Linked DNA regions of Mus musculus: region 1 is linked to region 2. The links are chromatin contacts, called in public promoter capture Hi-C maps. All regions are on one chromosome and are shown on one strand. Each heading gives the region's core, a stretch centred on a gene start, on an enhancer-like site or on the middle of the called end of the contact. The rest is flanking DNA. Distances are from core to core; before and after follow the strand shown.

Region 1 (5,157 bases), core at 434-2,933, 99 kb after region 2:
AACAACAACAAAACAACAACAACAAAACTCTGGTCCTCTGGGAGAAGAGCAAGTGCTCCCTAACTACTGAGCCACCTCTCCAGTCTCTTGTATAGTAGTTGAAAAGCCATAGCTGAGACTGGGGATAGTCCGTAGGCTACCCTCAATCTGCAGGTTTCTATATAGTGCTGGGATATCATAGGCATGTGTCACTATAGCTACCTGGACTGGAAGGCCTGTGTAACACCCTCTCCAACAGTCCCGCCACCAAGATCCTTAGCTTGTCCCTCTTGTCTCTGCCTCACAGTCTCATTGAGTTAGTGTGCCCTCTTGTCTTGGGCTTCTCTGCCCACACAGGCAGAGGCACCATTTGCTGCTCTGGAGCCTCAGCCTGGAACGGTGCCTGTCCACAGGACAGAAGGGACTTGTGTGCATTCTGTTGAGAATGTGTTCAGCTGTATTTCCTGCTCGTGTGTTCCTCACACCAGCCACAGGTGCACCATGCCATGCATGTGTGCCAACCCCCATAAGTAAATGCAATTTTTAAAAAATGCGTGTTGGCATTTTACCTGCAGGTCTGTCTATGCCTCCCGTGCATGCAGTGCCCGAAGAGACAGAAAGAGGGAGTCAGATCCCCTTGAACTGGGGTTCCAAACTGTTGTGAGTGGCCATGTGGGTGCTTAGACTTAAACCTGGGTCCTCTGGAAGAGCAACCAGTGCTCTTAGTCTCTGATTCATTACTTGAGTGCAGTAAATAAACTAAAGCTTTATACAAAGACAAAAACTTTCTCCTCTTTTTCCTCCTCTTCTTCTTCCTCCTCCCATTTCTCCTCCTCCTCTTCCCATTTCTCCTCTTCCTCCTCCTCTTCTTTTGAGACAGGCTCTCATGTAGCCTAAGCTAGCCTAGAACTCACTATGTAGCTAAGAGTAGCCTTGAACTTCTGATTCTCCTGCTTCCACCTCTGGAATGCTTAGATTATAGTGTATACTAGTATATTTGGTGTGTGAGGTGGTGGGAGCTGGACCCAAGGCTTCATATGAGTTAGGCAGGCACTCCAATGACCACAGCAGCCTCACAGGGGTTACTGTCCTATTGCTATAGGCAACATTCTTGCTTCTCCTCTCCATACTTAGACTGTTTGGTTGGGACTGGAGACAGGGTGTGTGAGCCTTGGATAGTTCTGACTGGCCATGTAACCCTTTGTTTTAAATGAGTGAAACATTTAAAACATTAAAGCATTTGTGGTCATAGACCATCAACTCACTTGGGCCTCCAGCTACCATCTTCTTTGAATCTATCCTGGGACTGCCTTCTGTTAAGAGCTGGGAAGCCTTTCTGTGTCATCAGGATGGCCACTGAGTCTCCTAGCCCACCTCCCAGAAAGTCTGCATGAGCAGGGCTTGGCAGCCCGTGTGCTCCTGTGCCAGAAGGGCTCTTGCCCACAGAGCCCTGGGGATGCTGGCCACTACCAATGTTCATGGGCACTGTTAATCAGAGCAGCTGTCCTTTTCCCATGGGTTGGGCAATGCAGGCTAAGAGCCAACAAGACAGTGATAAGGAACTTGGTCCCCACTTCCACCCAAGGTCTCTGGATAACAGGGAGGGGGGCTCTTGGACCTTTCTGGTTGGATGGGGTCATGGGGGTTAGGCGGGGCTTGAGGACCCTAGGGGACATAAAAGAGCCTCAGAGTAGGCAAGCTTCATTCCCTTCACCAGCACCATGGCATTCCTTTGGCTTGTGTCCTGCTTTGCCCTTGTGGGCGCCACCTTTGGTAAGTGCTGGGACTCACCTGGCCTAGCCAGGCATCATCAGAGGGGAAGAGGGCAGAGAGGGTTTATCCTGAAATAGCTGATCCCCCACCCTTCCTGTTTGAACCTTATCTGAGGACCAGTACCCTGGAGCCCCAGGAAGGACTAGGACTTTCTGGGTTTATGCCCTACTTCAGGGGCAAAAAGACCTGCCTGGTCCAGCTGTGGTGTGTAGATCCAGATGTGGCTAAGGTAGGGGCGTTCTGGTGGCCCAGCAGGAGCCGGCTGGCAGATGCTAAGAGTTTTGTTTTATTTTTGATGTTTTTGTGTTTTATTGTTTGAGACAGGATCTCACTCTGTAGCCCAGGTTAGCCCAGAGTTTACTATGTAGCCCAGGCAGGTTCAGACTTCCGTTCCTAAGGTCTCCTAAGTGCATGGGTTAAAGACTTATGCCACCACATCCAGCTCACTATTTTGCTTTTCATTTATAAAAAGATGAAAAGCAAAAGGGGGGAGATTAGCTAGGCTACAGAGCTAACCTATAGTCCTAGCACTTGGAAGACAGATGTCCCTTACAGAAACAGGGTCTCTTTTAGTCCACCCTGATCCTCCTTGCCTCCATCTCCCATATGCTAGGATGCCAGGCATGTCTTCCCCACAGTCAATTTCAGAGGCACATACACACACACACACACACACACACCACCACCACCACCACCACCACCACCACCACCACCACCACCACCATTTATTTTTTATTGCTGTTGCCATCTTACCCTGTTGCTCAGCCTGGCAACTCCTGGGCTCGAGCAGTTCTCCAACTTCAGCTTTCAGAACAGCTGGGACTACAGGCATTTGCCGCTAACCCAGCCTCGGAAACTTTGTTAAGAATGATAACCCAGATTCAGCCGAACTTCTGTCTGCTCCCTCCCTGGGCCCGTTCTGAGTCATTTCAGGCTTACACAAATGCGCCCCATATTTATAAATCCATCAGCAGAGAGCCTCAAAATGACACAAATAGTGGTTGACTCTGTCATTTTTCCAAGGTGCTCTTTTCCCACTCAGAGTGTGGTAGATCCAGCCACATCGCCATGGAGAGCCAGCTCGCTCACTTAAATACACTCCGCTATGAGAATGCATCACTCTTGTTTCTCATGGTTGGACTCAGTGGTCCAACTTGTTTTCTGTTCCTTCTCCTGTGACATGCCTGGCTGGGGGTAGCTGTGCCTCTCTTCATCCCTCGGGGAATAACTGGGGTCAGGAGGGTCTGTGTGTGGGGGGACCCAATGTTTCCAGGGGAGGTGGTATGGTCTCAGCGGGGTCCGGGTTGGCTGTGACAACATGACTACCACTGTCTCCCCAGGCTGTGGGGTCCCTGCCATCCAACCCGTGCTGACCGGTCTGTCCAGGATCGTCAACGGAGAGGATGCTATCCCTGGCTCCTGGCCCTGGCAGGTGTCCCTGCAGGTGAGAGGAGGATCTGGGAACACGAGGGCCTGTACTGGGGTGCTGCCAAGGTGGGAGGCACTGACATTACTTTTCATCCCCCCCCCCCCCAGGACAGAACTGGCTTCCATTTCTGCGGGGGCTCCCTCATCAGCGAAAACTGGGTGGTCACTGCTGCCCACTGCGGGGTCAAGTGAGTCCCAGGCTACGTTGGGGTTCTGCTTCCAGCCTTGTTTGGGTATGGGGAAGGGATCAGACCCCATTCTTCGTCTTCACCCCTATGTGTCTCAATGCCTAGGACAACCGATGTGGTGGTAGCTGGAGAGTTTGATCAGGGCTCCGATGAAGAGAATGTCCAGGTCCTGAAAATCGCTCAGGTACACAGACTGATGGATGCGTCAGGGGCTCAGTTCACAAGATGGGCGAGCACGCCCGGGAAGAAGCCCTTGGCTCCTTAAAGGACAGGAACACAGTGGAGCTGGGGCCGGTCTTAGAATTCTCTTTCTTATTTTTGTTATTTTGGTTTTTGGTTTTTGGTTTTCCAAGACAGGGTTTCTCTGTACAGCCTTGGCTATCCTGGAACTCACTCTGTAGACTAGGTTAGCCTTGAACTCAGAAATCTGCCCGCCTCTGCCTCCCGAGTGCAGGATTAAAGGCGTGCGCCACCACGGGCTCTTCTCGATCTCTTCTGATGGGGCCAAAAGGGAAGAAGCTTGTCCCCTGGAACCCAGCAGAGCCCAGGTGTCCCCTCCCCGCGCCCCCAACGCTTAGTTGAGCTTCTTGTCCCCACAGGTTTTTAAGAACCCCAAGTTCAACTCCTTCACCGTGCGTAATGACATCACCCTGCTGAAGCTGGCCACTCCTGCCCAGTTCTCTGAGACTGTGTCTGCCGTGTGTCTGCCCACTGTTGACGATGACTTCCCTGCTGGGACACTGTGTGCCACCACTGGCTGGGGCAAGACCAAATACAATGGTGAGTGTGGCCTTGCCCAGCGGAAGCTGTTCTTGGGTCATGCTGCCCAGGCCGCAGGCTCTTCCAGTTGTGACTCCCGCTGTCTGTCTGTCTGTCTGTCTTCCTTCTTTTTTAAAAAAACAATTGAAATTAATTTATTTTATTTTGTTTATATGAACAAACCGTTGCTGTCTTCAGACACACCAGAAGAGGGCGTCAGATCCCATTACAGATGGTTGTGAACCACCATGTGGTTGCTGGGAATTGAACTCAGGACCTCTGGAAGAGCAGTCAGTGCTCTTAACCAATGAGCCACCTCTCCAGCTCTTCCTTTTCTTTCTCTTCTTTTTTTCTTTCTTTCTCTCTCTCTCTCTCTCTCCCTCCCTCCCTCTCTCTTTTTTTCTTTCTTTCTTTCTTTCCATTCTTCCTTTATTTTGATCTAAATTCCAATAATAATACGTCTTTCCATTTCTTTTCTTTTCTTTCTTTCTCTCTCTCTCTCTCTTTTTTTTTTTTTTTTTTTTTTTTTTTTTTGAGACAGGGTTTCTCTGTGTAGCCCTGGCTGTCCTGGAACTCTCCGCCGGCATCTTTCCATTTCTTTTTTTTTAAGATTGATTGATTGATTGATTGGTTGATTTATATGTAAGGACACTTTAGCTGTCTTCAGACACTCCAGAAGAGGGCGTCAGATTTCATTACAGATGGTTGTGAACCACCATGTGGTTGCTGGGATTTGAACTCAGGACCTTTGGAAGAGCAGTCGGCGCTCTTAACCACTGAGCCATTTCACCAGCCCCCCCCCCCCATCTTTCCATTTCTTAATTGAAATTTGTTAATTAAGGCTGGTCGTGGTGGCACATTTTAATTTCCAGCACTTGGGAGGCAAAGGCAGGCAGAGCCTGTGAGTTCCAGGCCAGGCAGAGCCAAATAATAAGACACTGTCTGAAAAGAAAAATTATTAACTAGTAATCTATAAAATTAACAATTATTATGTGTCAGTTAAGACTTAATATTTAAGACTCATCCAACA
Region 2 (4,484 bases), core at 529-3,028:
GTATTGTGCCATCCTATCCATGCTCACCATGAGAACTTTTGTGGTGATGACATTGCATTCTAAAATTTGATTATGATAATATATTAAAAACCATTGTGTGTAGGCCTGTGTACCAGAGACTTTCCACGGAGATCTCTGTCCAGGCCTGGTGCGAGAGTTCGGCAAAGTGGGGCGAGTGTGAGCAGGAAGTCGTTTTCACTGCCATGCCATCCCAGTTACCCCATGCCACCCTGCACTGAGTCAGGTTGGGTTGGGCTGGGCCAACAAGAGGCAAACTAGCAGGTGAGGAGTGTGGTGGCAGTGGTTCAGGAGAGCAGAGCTCTCCCCAAGTGTGACAGCTCTTAGGACAGGAGCTCTCAGACGATAGAGTCGTTCTTGCACACCTTTAATCTGGGTATGATTCTTCTTTTTTTTTTTTTTTTTTTTGATATGATTCTTTTTCTGTTGTTTTTTTTTTTTTTTTTTTTTTTTTTTGAAACAGGGTTTCTCTGTGTAGCCCTAGCTGTCTGGAACTCACTCTGTAGACCAAGCTGGCCTCCAACTCAGAAATCCTCCTGCCTCTGCCTCCCAAGAGCTGGGATTAAAGGCAGCACTGTCTCAGACCCCTCCCCACTCCCACTCCACCCCACCCAAAAAAAGCATTGTACTGACCACGGTGGTGCACTCCTTTAATCCCAGTACTTGGAAGGCAGACAGATCTCTGAGTTCGAGGACAACTGGGGCTACGTAGGTACACCACATCTTGAACCTCTCTCCCATCTACTCTCCCAAAAAAATCACATTGAATTGTATGCCCTAAGTGGGTGGACTCTAAAGTATTCTCTGAGAATAAGAATGGCTGGAGGCTGGGGAGATGGCTCAGTGGTTAAGAGCACTGACTGTTCTTCCAGAGGTCCTGCGTTCAAATCCCAGCAACCACATGGTGGCTCACAACCACCTGTAGTGGGATCTGATGCATCTGAACTCTGCAACAGTGTACTCACATATATAAAATAAATACATCTTAAAAAAAACAAAACAAAAGGAATTGGCTGGTCATCAGATTTCCTGCCATGGCTTCATAGCATAAGGATAGTAGTTTATATTTGGATGCTTGCCATCATTTTTATTCCCGGGAGAACTTTGTTCAGAGTTATCGAAGCTACGTTTGGGTTGGGTTCTGGTTTTCATGAGTGCCCATGTTTAGCTGTGTCATTCAGATCACTGTGTCAGTGGCCATGCTCAGGCTTTTTCCTGTCTGGACTGTGAGAACATCCATCGATGGCGCTCGCCCAGGTGATCCTCGCGGAGTTACTACCCAGCCTCATGGTGCCAGGGAAAGCAGGTAGCACAGAACCACTGGCCCCCAGGAAAGGGAAGCAGCCATAGTCACCTTCTAGGTGCACTGAAGCTTTGTAGTGAGAAGCCATGAGAGCCCCACTCACTAAGGGGGTATGATGCCACGTTCCCAGAGCAGGTGACAGGTTCATGGGGACAACTGGAAAACTGAATGCTCTGTTCTCCTTTTTGCTTTTTTGTTTGTTTGCAAGACAGGGTTTCTCTGTGTAGCCCTGGCTGTCCTGGAGCTTGCTCTGTAGACCAGACTGGCCTTGAACTCAGAGATCCACAAGGCATGTGCTGCCACTGCAGGGCTAATCACACTTGAATTTTTATAGCAGCCTCTTAGTTGACTTAGTTGTCTGGTGGGTCTGCTAGCTTTGTTTCAAGACCTGCCAGCCAGTGACAGCCTGTGATTGTCAACACCTTTGGAGATGACCATGAATACTAAAGCAGATGCCCTGAGGTGTCTAGATGCAAATGGAACCATCATTCAGGGCATAGGATTTGTAACAGAGCCTCAGAGAACCATCTAATTTGTATAAGAGAAAGCTGCTTTAACATCTAATGATTGGTCAGAGGCTGTGTTTAATCATTTTCTCTTGCTTTAAAGATGGGAATTTGGGGGAGGGGGTCACTGATGCAATGAGTAAACTATCTTCCATTCATTAAAGAAGCAATGTTGTGGTTTACAGATGGCCTGACTGTAGCTATCATCTATGAAAACCGTTCCTGCATCCGACAAAGGGGAAGGGAGAGAAAAAGGGCAGTGAGGGAGAGGAAGAGTTTTCTCCGCCAGAACCAAATTCCATGAGATTATTTCTTTGTTTCAAATCCTTTGCATTTCCTTAGCTGAGTGCCTTGGAATCCCAACTACCTTCCTGGAGTCACTTGCATAATAGATCTTTGCTTCTCGGGGATCCCTTAAATTCAGGATTAGCAGGGATGGCATGACAAAGCAAAAGCTGTTGATGGAACTTTTGGCTTTCTGAGGAGACCTGGGAGCTGCCCTGGGAGGTAGAAGGATAGGTTGAGGTGAACTACATTACAGTTTTCAACTAGGTTTTAGCAGGATTGTGGCTTCTCAAATATATTCACTACTCTAGTAGCAATGAGTAAGCAAGGCATGTTGTAGGTGCTGGCAAAAGGGATTTCAGAGTTGGGCCCCCATAGGAGGAGGGCCAGGCACTTCCTCGTCTAATAAAAGGACTGTGTGGTAGTAGTTCACACCTTAAATCCAAGCCCTCTGGATGCAGAACCGGGTGATTTCTGTGAGCTCAAGAGCAACCTGGCCTACAGAGCAAGTTCCAGGACAGTCAAGGCTACACAGAGAAGCCCTGTCTCCAAAAAAAAAAGAAAGAAAGAAAAGAAAAGGAAGGAAGGAAGAAAAAGAAAGGAAGGAAGGAAGGAAGGAAGGAAGGAAGGAAGGAAGAAAAAAAGAGAGAGGGGGAGGGTAAGGGGGGGTTGGGGGAGTCTAGCAAAGATTTGGGGAAATGTCTGCAAAGTGTATTTGAGTTAGGTCATATGTGTTTCATGCAGTGCCATGCGGTTAGTGTGCCTCCTGTTCCTAATAAGGGGCAGGCTGGCCTGTTTTAAATGAGGTGTCTGTGGTATGGAACTGAAGGGATTGTTTCCGCACTGAGGGAGACCACCTCGTGTCCTGACATTTAAACATGACCTCAGCCTTAGAGATGCCTATGAATTTTAAATTTATCTTATGTTGACATCTAGGTTTTTCATGTTTTTTTCTGAGGATACTACAGTTTAGGCTGCCTCAAGCTGGCTGCCTTTATAGATGGGTAAAGCTGCTCCTCGCTCACCTCAGCATCCTAAGCCCTGAACTGTGGGCGCACACCACTAAGCCTCTCTTTTAAAATATTGGCCAGGGGTTGGTTGTTCAGTGTTCTGTTTGCTTTGAGACAGGTCTCATGTATCCCATGCTGAGCTCAGACTCTGTAGCTGAAGATAACCTTGAACTTCTGGTCTTTCTGCATCCACTTCCCGAGTGCTAAGATTATAGGCATGAGCCGGCCAGCATGCTTGGCTTACTTGATACTGGAAGTTAAACCCAGGGCTTTCTGCATTCTAGGCAAGTGCTGTATCAGTTGAGCTGTATCTTCAGCCTCCTCGGGGTTAGTTTGTTGTAAGGAGACAGAGTTGGGGGAGGAAGGGATGCTGAAAGTTGTGGAAAAAGCAGAGCACCGGAGCTTAGGAAGTATGCCGAGTCCTCAGTAAGCAGACAGGCAAACAACCCACCATTGAGACACATAGGTCTTCTGTTGTACCTCTCACCCTGGCTAGTTTAGAGAGGTGGGTTCAGCCATGTGGTCCTAACAGGAATAATGATTGTGTGAGTCTATAGCTCTGTCCCTCAGACCAGCACATGCCTGACCTTCATGGGCTTGGCAGGGTCACAGCAGAAAGCTAGGCACTGTTCTCCTTGAGAGATCATTGCCTTTTAAACGCCAGAGTCTGGGCTGCCTGGGCTCCTTAGCTTTGTTGCTCGGATCGGCTGGCAGCCCATATGGAATCAGTATCTGGAAAATGAGCTGTGTCTCCCTCCACTGAGCTCCCAGGGCTGTGCAGAAAGCAAAATGTCATCATGGTCTTTCTTAGAAGCTGCCTTTAATAATTTGTTTAAAATTCCATCTCAGAAGTGAAACTGGTGTCTGTTGTGTTGGTCGGCAAGTCATTGTCCAGTTTAATGTGATAATACAAATGAGGGCAGCGGTGGTGTGCACCTCAGGGACAACCCCCCCCCCCCATGCATAATCCTCTTCCCATTAAACTGAATGTCTCCTCTGAAAGACCTCACTGCGTCTCTCCTTTCTTACTGCCAGGCAACAGCGGCATGCCTTTCCCTGTTACCAGGAGGCATCCGTACCCCTCCCCACCCCAATGACTCCAGGGAGGCAGCTGCTGGAGCAGAGTCTGGAATGGCAGTGGGATTACCTTTTCCTGGGAATGAGTAAAGCTGCATTGGAATGGGACTGGGCAGGGGAAACTTAGGAACTGTCCTAGATGTCTGAGAGTCAGAGGCTCTGCCTTCCCTCCAGCTTCACGTCATTCACCCCTCGCCTCTCATGCCAGAGCTTATTACCCTGGAGGTCGTCAGTGTGTTTATCCTAATAGGACCCGTTACTATTCATTGTACCACTCCTGCATTT

Evidence for each region. Promoter capture Hi-C pulls out the DNA fragments that hold promoters and counts their contacts.
Region 1: a contact with region 2 is called in a promoter capture Hi-C map of liver. The contact joins the promoter of Ctrb1 here to the enhancer-like site in region 2. A contact is called at or near these places in 11 of 39 promoter capture datasets (the 3T3-L1 cell line, the C10 cell line, the HPC-7 cell line and 7 more), 5 of 484 Hi-C or Micro-C datasets (bone marrow-derived macrophages, cortical neurons, embryonic fibroblasts and 1 more), 5 of 115 datasets of contacts at active chromatin or transcription factors (embryonic stem cells, epiblast stem cells and trophoblast stem cells) and 5 of 9 other capture datasets (adipose tissue, embryonic stem cells, liver and 2 more).

Annotation. Positions count from the first base shown.
Region 1 is chr8:111,687,536-111,692,692 of GRCm38.p6, reverse strand. It overlaps Ctrb1 (chymotrypsinogen B1), which reads left to right and starts at 1,683. Exons shown (of 7, transcript NM_025583.2): 1 at 1,683-1,752; 2 at 3,093-3,196; 3 at 3,289-3,368; 4 at 3,474-3,552; 5 at 3,968-4,148. The coding sequence starts at 1,701. Mir7076 (microRNA 7076) reads left to right here and starts at 3,019; the gene lies at 3,019-3,092.
Region 2 is chr8:111,787,120-111,791,603 of GRCm38.p6, reverse strand. All of the region lies in intron 5 of Cfdp1 (craniofacial development protein 1), which reads left to right. Among named protein-coding and RNA genes, the nearest start is that of Gm39252, 35 kb to the right of the region's middle. Within about 2 kb of position 1,778, at least 21 of the 459 cell types and tissues checked have an H3K27ac peak or open chromatin away from gene starts, as enhancers often do. A contact at or near this core is called in embryonic stem cells, epiblast stem cells, liver and 1 more, where this site is marked.